3 separate regions of the Mus musculus genome follow, and regions 2 and 3 are each linked to region 1. The links are chromatin contacts, called in public Hi-C and HiChIP or PLAC-seq maps. All regions are on one chromosome and are shown on one strand. The core of a region is the stretch at or near the end of the contact, and the rest is flanking DNA. Distances in the headings are between cores, read along the strand shown.

The links. A called contact is a pair of places that touch in the nucleus more often than the background predicts. HiChIP or PLAC-seq counts read pairs in DNA pulled down with a chosen protein or histone mark.
Region 2: a contact with region 1 is called in a Hi-C map of the N1E-115 cell line, with 1.7 times the contacts expected there. The contact joins the promoter of Alkbh3os1 here to the enhancer-like site in region 1. A contact is called at or near these places in 1 of 15 datasets of contacts at CTCF or cohesin (the NIH/3T3 cell line), 2 of 484 Hi-C or Micro-C datasets (the AML12 cell line and the N1E-115 cell line), 2 of 115 datasets of contacts at active chromatin or transcription factors (embryonic midbrain and embryonic stem cells) and 3 of 9 other capture datasets (adipose tissue, liver and pancreatic islet).
Region 3: an H3K4me3 HiChIP or PLAC-seq map of forebrain shows a contact between it and region 1, with 2.2 times the contacts expected there. The contact joins the promoter of Alkbh3 here to the enhancer-like site in region 1. A contact is called at or near these places in 1 of 39 promoter capture datasets (neural stem cells), 1 of 15 datasets of contacts at CTCF or cohesin (the NIH/3T3 cell line), 3 of 484 Hi-C or Micro-C datasets (the N1E-115 cell line, bone marrow-derived macrophages and hematopoietic stem and progenitor cells), 7 of 115 datasets of contacts at active chromatin or transcription factors (bone marrow-derived macrophages, embryonic basal ganglia, embryonic midbrain and 4 more) and 3 of 9 other capture datasets (adipose tissue, liver and pancreatic islet).

The regions. Positions count from the first base shown.
Region 1 is chr2:93,906,248-93,909,527 of GRCm38.p6, reverse strand. It overlaps a transcript of Accsl not described here. Among named protein-coding and RNA genes, the nearest start is that of Gm39884, 34 kb to the left of the region's middle. Within about 2 kb of position 1,502, at least 76 of the 459 cell types and tissues checked have an H3K27ac peak or open chromatin away from gene starts, as enhancers often do. A contact at or near this core is called in the N1E-115 cell line, the NIH/3T3 cell line, forebrain and 1 more, where this site is marked.
Region 2 is chr2:93,978,155-93,981,423 of GRCm38.p6, reverse strand. Alkbh3os1 (alkB homolog 3, opposite strand 1) reads right to left here and starts at 1,390. Exons shown (of 4, transcript NR_045827.1): 1 at 790-1,390; 2 at 252-341. Alkbh3 (alkB homolog 3, alpha-ketoglutarate-dependent dioxygenase) reads left to right here. Exons shown (of 10, transcript NM_026944.1): 10 at 447-790. The coding sequence ends at 539.
Region 3 is chr2:94,009,164-94,012,598 of GRCm38.p6, reverse strand. It overlaps Alkbh3 (alkB homolog 3, alpha-ketoglutarate-dependent dioxygenase), which reads left to right and starts at 1,869. Exons shown (of 10, transcript NM_026944.1): 1 at 1,869-1,916.

The sequences.
Region 1 (3,280 bases), core at 253-2,752:
ACCTTCAGGGTTCCACCTGTATCTGCCTCCCCAGTGCTGGGATCACGGGCAAGCACCGCCATGCCAGGCTTTTATGTGGGGTTCTCAGTTTCCAAGCTCAGATCCTTCCTCAAGCCCAGCAAGCACTTTGCCAGGAACCATCTCTGCAGCCCTTTAATCCGGGGTCTTCGGGTCCTCCTGAGGAGCCTTCAGAGCTGGGCTTCAGAGATGAGGGAGACTCTCAGTTTTTTGTTTTTAAAACTTCAAGGGATTGGCCACATTGCATGCAACTCCCCATTTGCCAAATGGGGAAACTGAGGCTCCAGAGCTGCCCAATGAAGTGCAGTGAATGCTTTTCATTAGGGCAAGGGTTCTCAACCTGTGGGTTTCAGCCCCTTATGAACAACCCTTTTGTTGGGATCGCATATCAGGTATCCTGCCAGATATTTACATTAAGATTCATAACACCATCAACATTACAGTTGTGAAGTAGCCATGAAAATGATTTTTAATGGTTGGGGGTCACCACAACATGGGGAGCTGTACTAAAGGGTCACAGCATTAGAAAGGTTCAGAACTTCTGCATTAGGTCTTAAATAATCAGGAACAGAAAGTGCCTGTAGCATGGAATATGCTTGAACCTGGAAGTCTCAAGACAGGAGGCTAAGCCTCTAGGGACTCCCATTCAAAGGCTGGGGAGGGCTGTGTGTTCAAGTTCACTCCTTATGTGACCTGGGTGCCCTGGGACTAGCCCTGTGCTCTCCTTGGGCAAAGGTTACAATAGCTATCAATCACCATTCACTCTCAGCTCCAGGCTGTCCCCTGTCCCTTTCCCAATTCACCCATCAGGACCTTAATCCCCATCCCCATCTCTACCCTGAAAGATTGTGGGATTGGGAGGCAGGGCCTTTAGGACCTGATTATGTTAGGGGTGGAGCTTGCGAGCAGAGCACTGTCTTTACAGGATGCTCAAGAGACCCATCAGCCCTGCTTCCACAATCCGAGGTCTCCAGAGAAGACCCCCCATCTATGTAGGGCAGAAAGCAGGTCCTATCCAGGTGCTGGCGCCAGGATCTCAGGCTTGCAGCCTCCAGGACTGGGAGGAACAGCTTTATGTTGTTTACGGCACCAGCCTGTGGTGTTTTCTTAAGCAGCCTGGGTGGAGAAAGGCAGAGTTCTTCTTCTTAGATGCTTTACTGTGGTTTATTTTAAATGCAGTGTCCTTGTGGAGCAGGTGACGGGAGGCCTGTGGTCCCCTCCTTGCTGCGCAAGCACCTCTCTGACACTTTTCTGCTTCAGTGTGCCACCCAGGGCGAACTGAAGCATCCTTCAAGTTAGCAGAGGCAAAGTGTTGTTGCAAACAGAAGCTGGCTGTGAGAGGAGGTTCCAGCTAATGATTTAAGCCTGGGGCTGCATTTCCTGGCAGGAAGCTGGGAAGCCTGAGCAACAGAGGTAGGAAAGAGCAGTCCCAGGATGGAGTCTCCCAGGGGGACCAGCAGGCAGGCCCTGGAGCTGGCTGTGAACATCACTCTGGTTCCGGCTTCTGAGCATATTGCTTGCTCATAAATACTTATGAGCTGCCCACAGGCCCAGCACTGAGCATTCTCTTGCTGAGAACAGAGCCAGGAGCCTAGAATCTGGGTACCTGCCCTCCAGCACCTCGGTGTGGTAGGAAAGCCCACAGTAACCAAGAGAGGCATATGTAAATGTGATGGCCGTGGTTGTTAACTGCCCACTTAGCCAGACCCTTGGGCAACACAGGTCTGTCCAGCCTTGGCTTGCCTGAGGCTGGCTGCTGGCTTCATTTCACTTTCTACAGTCTTGGGAAAGGCAGCCACACAGCTATTAACATAGGACAACTGGAGTCATTCTGCATTCCTCTCTTAACACTCACTGACTCCTCTGCTGAGCCGGTCGCCCTAACCAGCCCAGACTCTCTTCAGATAGTCTGGTTCGAGCTGCCATCAACACATCTTCCTGCCTCCATCTCTCATCCCGCCAGAGTTCACCCTTTTATCCAGAGGAAAGCCTAATCTTAAGGCATAGAAATCCTCATGCTACCTTTGTCTGGCTTTGTGGTACTTCCAAGACATGATCTGTGTTCCAGTCAAAAGGAAACTGGTGTTGTCTGGCCTGACAGGTCTCTCCCAGGGTGAATGACAGTATTCCCTGCCTTCCCCCACCTCTCCCCACCCCCACCACCCCTGAGACTTCCTTATTCTTTCTTATTTTCTTGGCTCAGCCTAAATGTCACCTGCTCAGAGCCAGGGACCACCACCCATCCTTCTGTCTACCAGATGCACCTCAGCACAGCTTGCCTTTGCCATGTAGATAACTCAACTGGTATCCTATATATCCTTTGTTTGCATGTTGGCTGGGCCTCTCCCTGTTAAGTGCAGAAACCTGTCTAGGTCTGCAGTGTGGATTCATTTCATGGTATGCATGACAAGCCTCTGTGGCTGTGGCAGTGTGTTTCCTCACTGTCCTAAAAGATGAGAAAATGAGAGCTCTCTAGGAAAATATAGCCATGCCATGGCATGGCTGAGCCTGGGACAATTGATTGCATATCCCTGAATGCCTGTAGGGATGCACCCAGCAGGAGTTCCCTTCCTTTCCGAGCCTACCCAGGCACTGATTTCTATACCTAAGGCCTGTGGGACTTTCTGAGAATCTGGGAGCAGACGGTGTTGTTGGGCGAGGTGAATGTGGGTTCAGTTAGCCTCCCATTGTTTAGCTTTGCTCTGGGCCTCTCTGTCTGTCCTTCTGTGAATTGGGAGTCAGGGCTGGATGAGATGTGGTGTCTGGGTCCCTGTTGTGGCTGATCCTGGCTGTGGGGAAGGACTACAGGTGCCCAGCCCAGAGGCTGCCTGCTACTGATTCCACTGCTGCCAGCAAAGGCCTGTGAAAGGTTTTCTGCTGGCCTGCTGTCAGTTCCAGATGCAGCTGGCGTCTGGGGATGGAGGGAAGCAAGACAGGAAGTGGAATCTGGGTCACCGGCCCTGTTCCCTGGCTGGATCTGGCCCCTCTGAGACTGAAAGGTCACTCAGGCCAGGACCAGGGACTGTTCTGACTTGTGGGAGGAGCAAGCGGGGAAAAGCCCAGAGACCTAGCCGATTTCCCCAAACCAGCCTGAATCACCTGGCAAATGAATGGGATCAAGAGAGTTCATCTCCTAGGCTCAAGGCTAGGGCCCAGTGAAAGGATGAAGAAGGTTGGTGGGAATGGTGGGAACAACATGCTTTGGGCAAATGAGGCTTTTCCTTATAGGTATTTTAAAAGAGTGCTTTTTCCCTTCTACTGC
Region 2 (3,269 bases), core at 141-2,640, 72 kb before region 1:
ATACTGAGCAGGTAGCGGTAAAATGATGTCATGTCTAAGGAGGTGATCAAAACAGGCCTCTCAGCCGAGATTGAAGGTTTTGTGCTGATAGAGGAATCCACGACTGTGCCGACCACTGAGAAAGTGACTGCAAATAGCCCCAGTGGCTACCATGTTGGGCATCACAGCACAACTATTCTAGATCAGTGTGGGTGAGGTCTCGTTAAGTACAAACATTTAAAGTAAAGCAACAGTTAGAAAAGTAGGTATGCCTTGCTGCCGGGGCGCTGGCCCAGCCTGCTGGGATCGGCTGGGTACTCGGTTCAGAGGAGGAGACCCTTTCTCACAGGACTGTAGACCACCTAGTGAGAGAGATAGAATAAGACATAAATAAGTTGTAAATCATGTTGAACTAATGAAAAATGCACATATATTTATGCTGGACAACTATTTATATTTCCATTTAGCACCGAGTGCCCAAGGAATACCACTCCAGACAACCGAGAGTAAACTTAACCTTTCGGACCGTTTATCCAGACCCAAGAGGAGCCCCTCGGTGACACTTCTACAGAGTTACCACTGAGGGGAGGGCTATGCACCTAACAGCCCCTCCCCATCTCCCGCAAGCACTTCCGTGATGTGGCTGTTCAGAAAGCGTGGTGTTTGCTTCTCAGGTTCTACTCCTCCTGAATGAGAGCTGCCAGCACGTCACCTTGTCAACATGTCTACTACAGGAACACTTACTTTGAGACAAATCTCTAAATCAAGGTTATCATTAAGCAAATTAAAAATTGCTCTGGCTGTACTCACAGATGATTTGATCCAAAAGCTTTTTGCCTCCTGCTCTGCCCCCTTTAATTTGAAGAAATACAAATGGCCTTGTGCCTCTGGGGAAGATCTGAACATGTTTGTTCCTTATGACGTTAGCAAAATGGAGATATAAATACGTGTCAGTGACTCTGGAGCCGTCCACAGGCAGGCAGCTGCTGAAACCCAAACAGAGGTGGCTTCTCTGGGCTTTGTTGAAGTCTTCCTTGACTCCTTAACATCTTGGCTTGTATGTTATTGTAATGGAAAGCTGCGTGTTCAGGACACTGTTTATTTAGCTGAATTTCCCAGCTGTCAGTTTTCCTGGGGCACACTTAGGTTACAGACTTCTGAATACAGAGACAGCAGCAGCTCCCATCCACACCCCAGACAGTTCACCTGGGACCCCTCGTAAGAAAGACAGTGCTGTATCCTGGAAGCGAGTAATAACTGAGAATGTCAGGAGAACCAGGCTGAAATTTTGGTTGAAGAACAGCAAATGCCCTGTTAGTAACTGCTGTTCCAATAGATTAGTTTCCCCTGGAGAATTTCTTGAGTCATTTAAACCCAGGCCAGATAGAATCAGAGCAGCCCTGCAGGGAATAGCTTGGATGACCTCATGGCTCTTCTACCTTAGATTTCAGAAGCCTGTGACTAAGGCTCTTCTGACTCAGTGTTCTCTTTCACTGGGTGCCTGAGTTCAGGGGTTAGCCTGTGATGTCACCAAGGTTTCCAAAACAGAATCGGGTAGTTGCCCCTTTTTGCATCATAAAAACACATGACTCGTTGACCTTGACTCAGGAGCAATGTACTAGATTAATTCAAACCCAGAGGAAGAGTTCATGTCAGTGGATGAAAGTGGGACATGGGTTAGAGTTTCTCCCTTGTCCTTGAGGGAAATTTACTGTCTTGGTTTTTAATCCTATTTCCATTCCACTCTGTAAGATGGATGGTCCCCATGACATGGAACGGTGCCAGAGGCTGGACAAGCTTACTCAAGGCTCAGATGGAATGAGTACGGAACGAATCTGAACAGACTCTCTGGTTCCTTGTGTCAGAGTCTGGTTTTTAAAAATGTGTAGAGCTCCTTTTGTAAGAAATCCTAAATCTGTATACAATTTGAGCATCATATTAAGCCTTCCTAGGAAGAAGGTATGAATCACCATAAACACACGCCCTCTATTTAATCTCACAGCTGTTCCCTGGTTAGAGCCAAGAAAACCTGGCCAGGATGGTATGGTCAGCCTTGATTAGGAGTTTGATGACTGAGGCTGGAAATTCCTCCTCTCTTCCTTATAAATGAGACTGACAGGTGACCCCAGGTCTTCCAGCACCCCACCCCCATTGTAGAGGCTCTTCTCTGCCTCCCTGCCTTAGAGCAGCGCTGCATCTCGACACTCATTACAGCTAGTCTGTCAGACCACTGAGAGGCTGTGGTTTCCATCTGGGTTTCATGGGCAAAGAGCAGTCATAGCTTCGGTTTCTTGCCTTTACTGTAGACTTCCATGTGCAATCAGTGCCGGATATTTCCACCGCTAGGACCCCATGCCTTCTCAAGTATCAAGCAGGTTCTTGCCATAAAGCAGAACTACAGAGTTTAGATGTAAGACAGGAAGAGTGATGTTCAGTGACTGCTCCAGCCTGCTGCAGATCCTTCCCAGGAACTGACAAAACTGTGCTGACTCAAAGTACATGAAACAGCAGTGCACAGGTTTGGTTTTAGTCATCCTCTGTGAGTTTTGGTTCCCTGCAGGCTCTGTCCTGTGAGCTTGCATTTATCACCTCATTGTCCCAACACTGATTCCACTATAGAGATGAGAAGCTGAATCCCTAAGTATTTTACTGCACATGTGCTGGCAGAGACAAATTTCAGAGGCTGTCTTACGGTTTCTATTCCTGCACAAACATCACGACCAAGAAGCAAGCTGGGGAGGAAAGGGTTTATTCAGCTTACACTTCCATACTGCTGTTCATCACCAAGGAAGTCAGGACTGGAACTCAAGCATGTCAGGAAGCAGGAGCTGATGCAGAGGCCATGGAGGGATGTTACTGGCTTGCTCAGCCTGCTCTCTTATAGAACCAAGATTACCAGCCCAGAGATGGTCCCACCCACAAGGGACCTTTCCCCTTTGATCACTAATTGAGAAAATGCCTTACAGTTGGATCTCATGGAGGCACTTCCTCAACTGAAGCTCCTTTCTCTGTGATAACTCCAGCTGTGTCAAGTTGACACAAAACTAGCCAGTACAGAGGCTAACTGAGGTGGACTCATAACTGAGGTGGAGCCATAGCCAGCAGCAGGCCAGCTGTGTGTCCCCCAATTTCTCACACATCAGGGCAAGTGCCTGCATCTTATAGATCCTTAGCCAACATGAAGATTTTGTCAGAAGCTCTGTGGCCCACTGAACTAGCAGTGTCATTAAACTGGGGAAACTAATGTTGGCAATGGTTGGAGGTAGAATTCAGTTTACTGTGAATTTAGG
Region 3 (3,435 bases), core at 620-3,119, 100 kb before region 1:
TCAAATGGCAACTTTGAAGCATTCTGTGGGAGGCTCACTGTAAACCACTACTTTTAGGAACACCTCATTCCAGGCATCTCTATTGCCATTCCAAGCTATAATCACCAGAAGGAAAGAAATAACACCCTTTAGGAGATGTATCAAATGTTCCGGAGCCCAAAGCAGACATCGAAAGATTACTAGGTAATGGGGAAAAAAGTAAAAATTACAATCCAGCTCTCTCTCCTTTCAGTCCTGGGATAAATCATTTTTCTTTCAATGACACAGAATATACAACAACAACAAAGATGGTGTAAAAATTGGACTCCACTGTGGCGGCCACGTGGGCACCTCAGTCAGGAACACGGAGGATACTACAGCTGAATGCTATTGAGCATCAATACTGGGGGAATTGGAATTGCCTTCTGGAGTTCTATTAAGAAAAGGATAAAAGAATGGCTCAAATGAAAGGATAAGGACAATTTTGTTAGTTTAAAAGAAAAACACACCAAACATCTGAGGACAGGTAAACTGTAGACAGCCGCCCCAAGGAAGAGAATAGGGGGTGGGGATTCCGTGTTAAGTGGGCATGGAGGTCAGTCACTGAGTGGAAGGCAGCCGTTGTCATGTAAGAGAGGGAAGCATCAGAGAAAGAGTAAGGGGACATCAAATGCTGGCAAAAGTCTGAAGTCCTAAAAGAAGCATGCTTACAGGAGGGACAGCAAGAAAGGTAAGCTATGGTTTTTGTTGTTGCTGCTGTTTTTAGTTTTTGTTGTTGTTTCTCTAGGTAATTTAGAAAAGCAGGAAGGCTTGGAACCGGCGTGGCCATGTTCCTTAAGTGACGGAGATAGAGGGTGGGAATCGGAGAAAGGAAGTACAGTGTCTCATTAAAGTACTAATAAGTCCACTTATCTCTTTAGTGTTACTTCAGGTAAGCCTACCTTCCTAGGGGTCATTCTTTGGCCAGGTGATTCTATTCTTTTGACGAGTGGGGATTTTTCTTAAGGAGCCTTTACCGATACCCTGACAGAATCAGGCTTATTTGAAAGATCTCCACAATGATTGTGTTTTGGTAAATTTTAGAGAATAATATTTGACAGAAAATAGTTGACTTGGTGCTACAGTCAGAGTTGTCAAATTATAAGAGACATGGCTTAACCTGATCTCTTTAAAGAAGCTTGTGAAGAGGTCAGATGCGTGAGAAGGCACTTTAGCTATCGTGAATTATTAGATTTCTATAGTGGTCCAGACGCTGCTGTCTCATTTAATCCCACTTAACAGGACCACTTAAAAAGTAAGCAATGCACTTGCCCCAAATGGTGGCATTGGAATGAAATTTAGACAGATCTGTGGACTCAAGTAAAGTTTCCTTAGCACTGAGGAACTCAGATAAATAAGGCATGCTCTCACGTCCCAGCGTAAATGCTGTGTAGAAAAGACGGGCGCGCTACGTTGAGAACAAAGCGCACCTTAGACTCTTCATGGTTTTCAAGGTAAGGAGAGAATTCTATAGCAGAACCCAGCATGTCCCAGTCCTCCCTACTCCCGGATCAGTACAAGTTCCGGGAGAGTGCGGTTGCCCTTTGCACAACAGACCTAAGATGCCAGCACTGGTTTCGGGAACTAGTTTCCTGAGGACCTAGGCCTAGGAGGCTCATCTTCATCCCCACATGTGCCCCTGACTCCAGTTCCCATTCCGACCATATTCCCTTCAGCGTCTCCACCCGGCCCTTTAGTTGCCAGGGATGCGGGGCAACCCGGACTCCGGGCTACCCACCGGAAGCGGAAGCGGTGGCAGTATGTCACCTAAGAGGAACTACGCGCAACGGAGGCCTGTGGTTGGACGTTGCAGGAGTTGGTGCCTCACTCTGAAGGTTCCCCGGCGTCCAGACGGCTGATTAGGGTCGTGTCGGGACCTCTGCTCAGGGCCCAGCCAGGTTGGTCCGGGGCGCCCAGCTCCTTCCTGGCTTGCTGGCCGCGAGCCGGGGGCAGGCGTGTGAGGACTGCCCGAGGGTCCGTTTCTGGGCCATCAGAAGGCTGTTAGCCATTTCTCTGTACCTCAGCCTCGAGGGCGGGACTGTCTCCTGCTTGAGGGAGAGGCCTGAGGTCAGACGGTGGCGTCCGCTGCCACGGGGTTTGCTGGCGGGACGGGATAGATCTGTGCATTCCAAGCAAGTTCCTGCACCTGCCAGAGCCCTTGTTCTTTTTAAGGTTTTCAGGCTTGGAGTTCCAGGGTGGCGGGACCTTTGTTAGGACCTATTAAGTTCTGGGACTCCTCGAACTGACAGCACTCAGGAAGTCTCAGACAGCACTCTGGAATTTCTGTTCACCACTTGCCTTAAACAAGTCACGTCAAGGTGAGCAGGTCAGAGGCCTTCACTGACCCCCACTAGTCTTATGCCTTTAGGTCTCCGAGAATATGATACACGAGGGTTTCCTTCACACATTCGGTAAGCCCGGAGAGTTGGATTTGATTGTGTCATTAACTTTTTGAGGGAATCGACATCTTCTCCAAGGCCCTACCTGGTAAATGATAAGCACTTGATGGGTTGTCGGTGATGAGACGGGGTCTCAGTATTTAGCTCAGGCCTCCTGGATGCTGGGATTACTGGTATGTGCCTGTAAACCATCATTTCTACGTCCTAAGGAGATTTAAGCAGAGCCCTGAGCTCTGTTGGATCGGAAGGTCTAGGAGACGAGGCCTGGGAACCTGTGGTGTAAGCAGTCATATGAGTGGACTGTCTTTGAGAGCTAGAAGCTTTCCTAGACTCATAAAGAAGTGGCTCGCAGGTTCCGAACATGTGACCTGACCCTTAAGAATTCTGTATTTGCTATAGGGTAACCTTTGGGCAAAATTATAGGGGGTTTGATTAGCTCAAGGCTGGAACCTGACAAGAGTTGAACTTTTCATCAGTATTGATTTCCTGAGTGTCTCTGTAAGTCACTAAACCTTCTGATCTCTATACATATTAGCATATCTTACCCTTTGCTGCTTGTTATAAACATAGAAATAGAGTCTTTCCTAAATTGTAGTTTTAAAAGTGGTACATGGATATTTTAGATTTTCATTTCAAACTTAATTTTAAAGTTGACAAATCATTGTTCTTATTTATGGTATTCTGTGACATTTTGATATATGCTTTTGATATAGAATGAATGCATCAAATTAATACATCTCTTACCTCGTATACCTTTTTGTGATGGAAATATTTAAAATCTACTCTTCATAACTGAGCTATCCAGTGATTTGGTTTTTTGTTTGTTTTTTTTTTTTTTTTTTTTTTTTTTTCGAGACAGTTTCTCTGTGTAGCCCTGGCTGTCCTGCTGTAGACCAGGCTGGCCTCGAACTCAGAAATTCGCCTGCCTCTGCCTCCCAAGTGCTGGGATTAAAGGCATGTGCCACCATTCCCAGCAGTGATTTGGTATTTATGGCCCTTGTTCTGTGCAGGAGGTCAG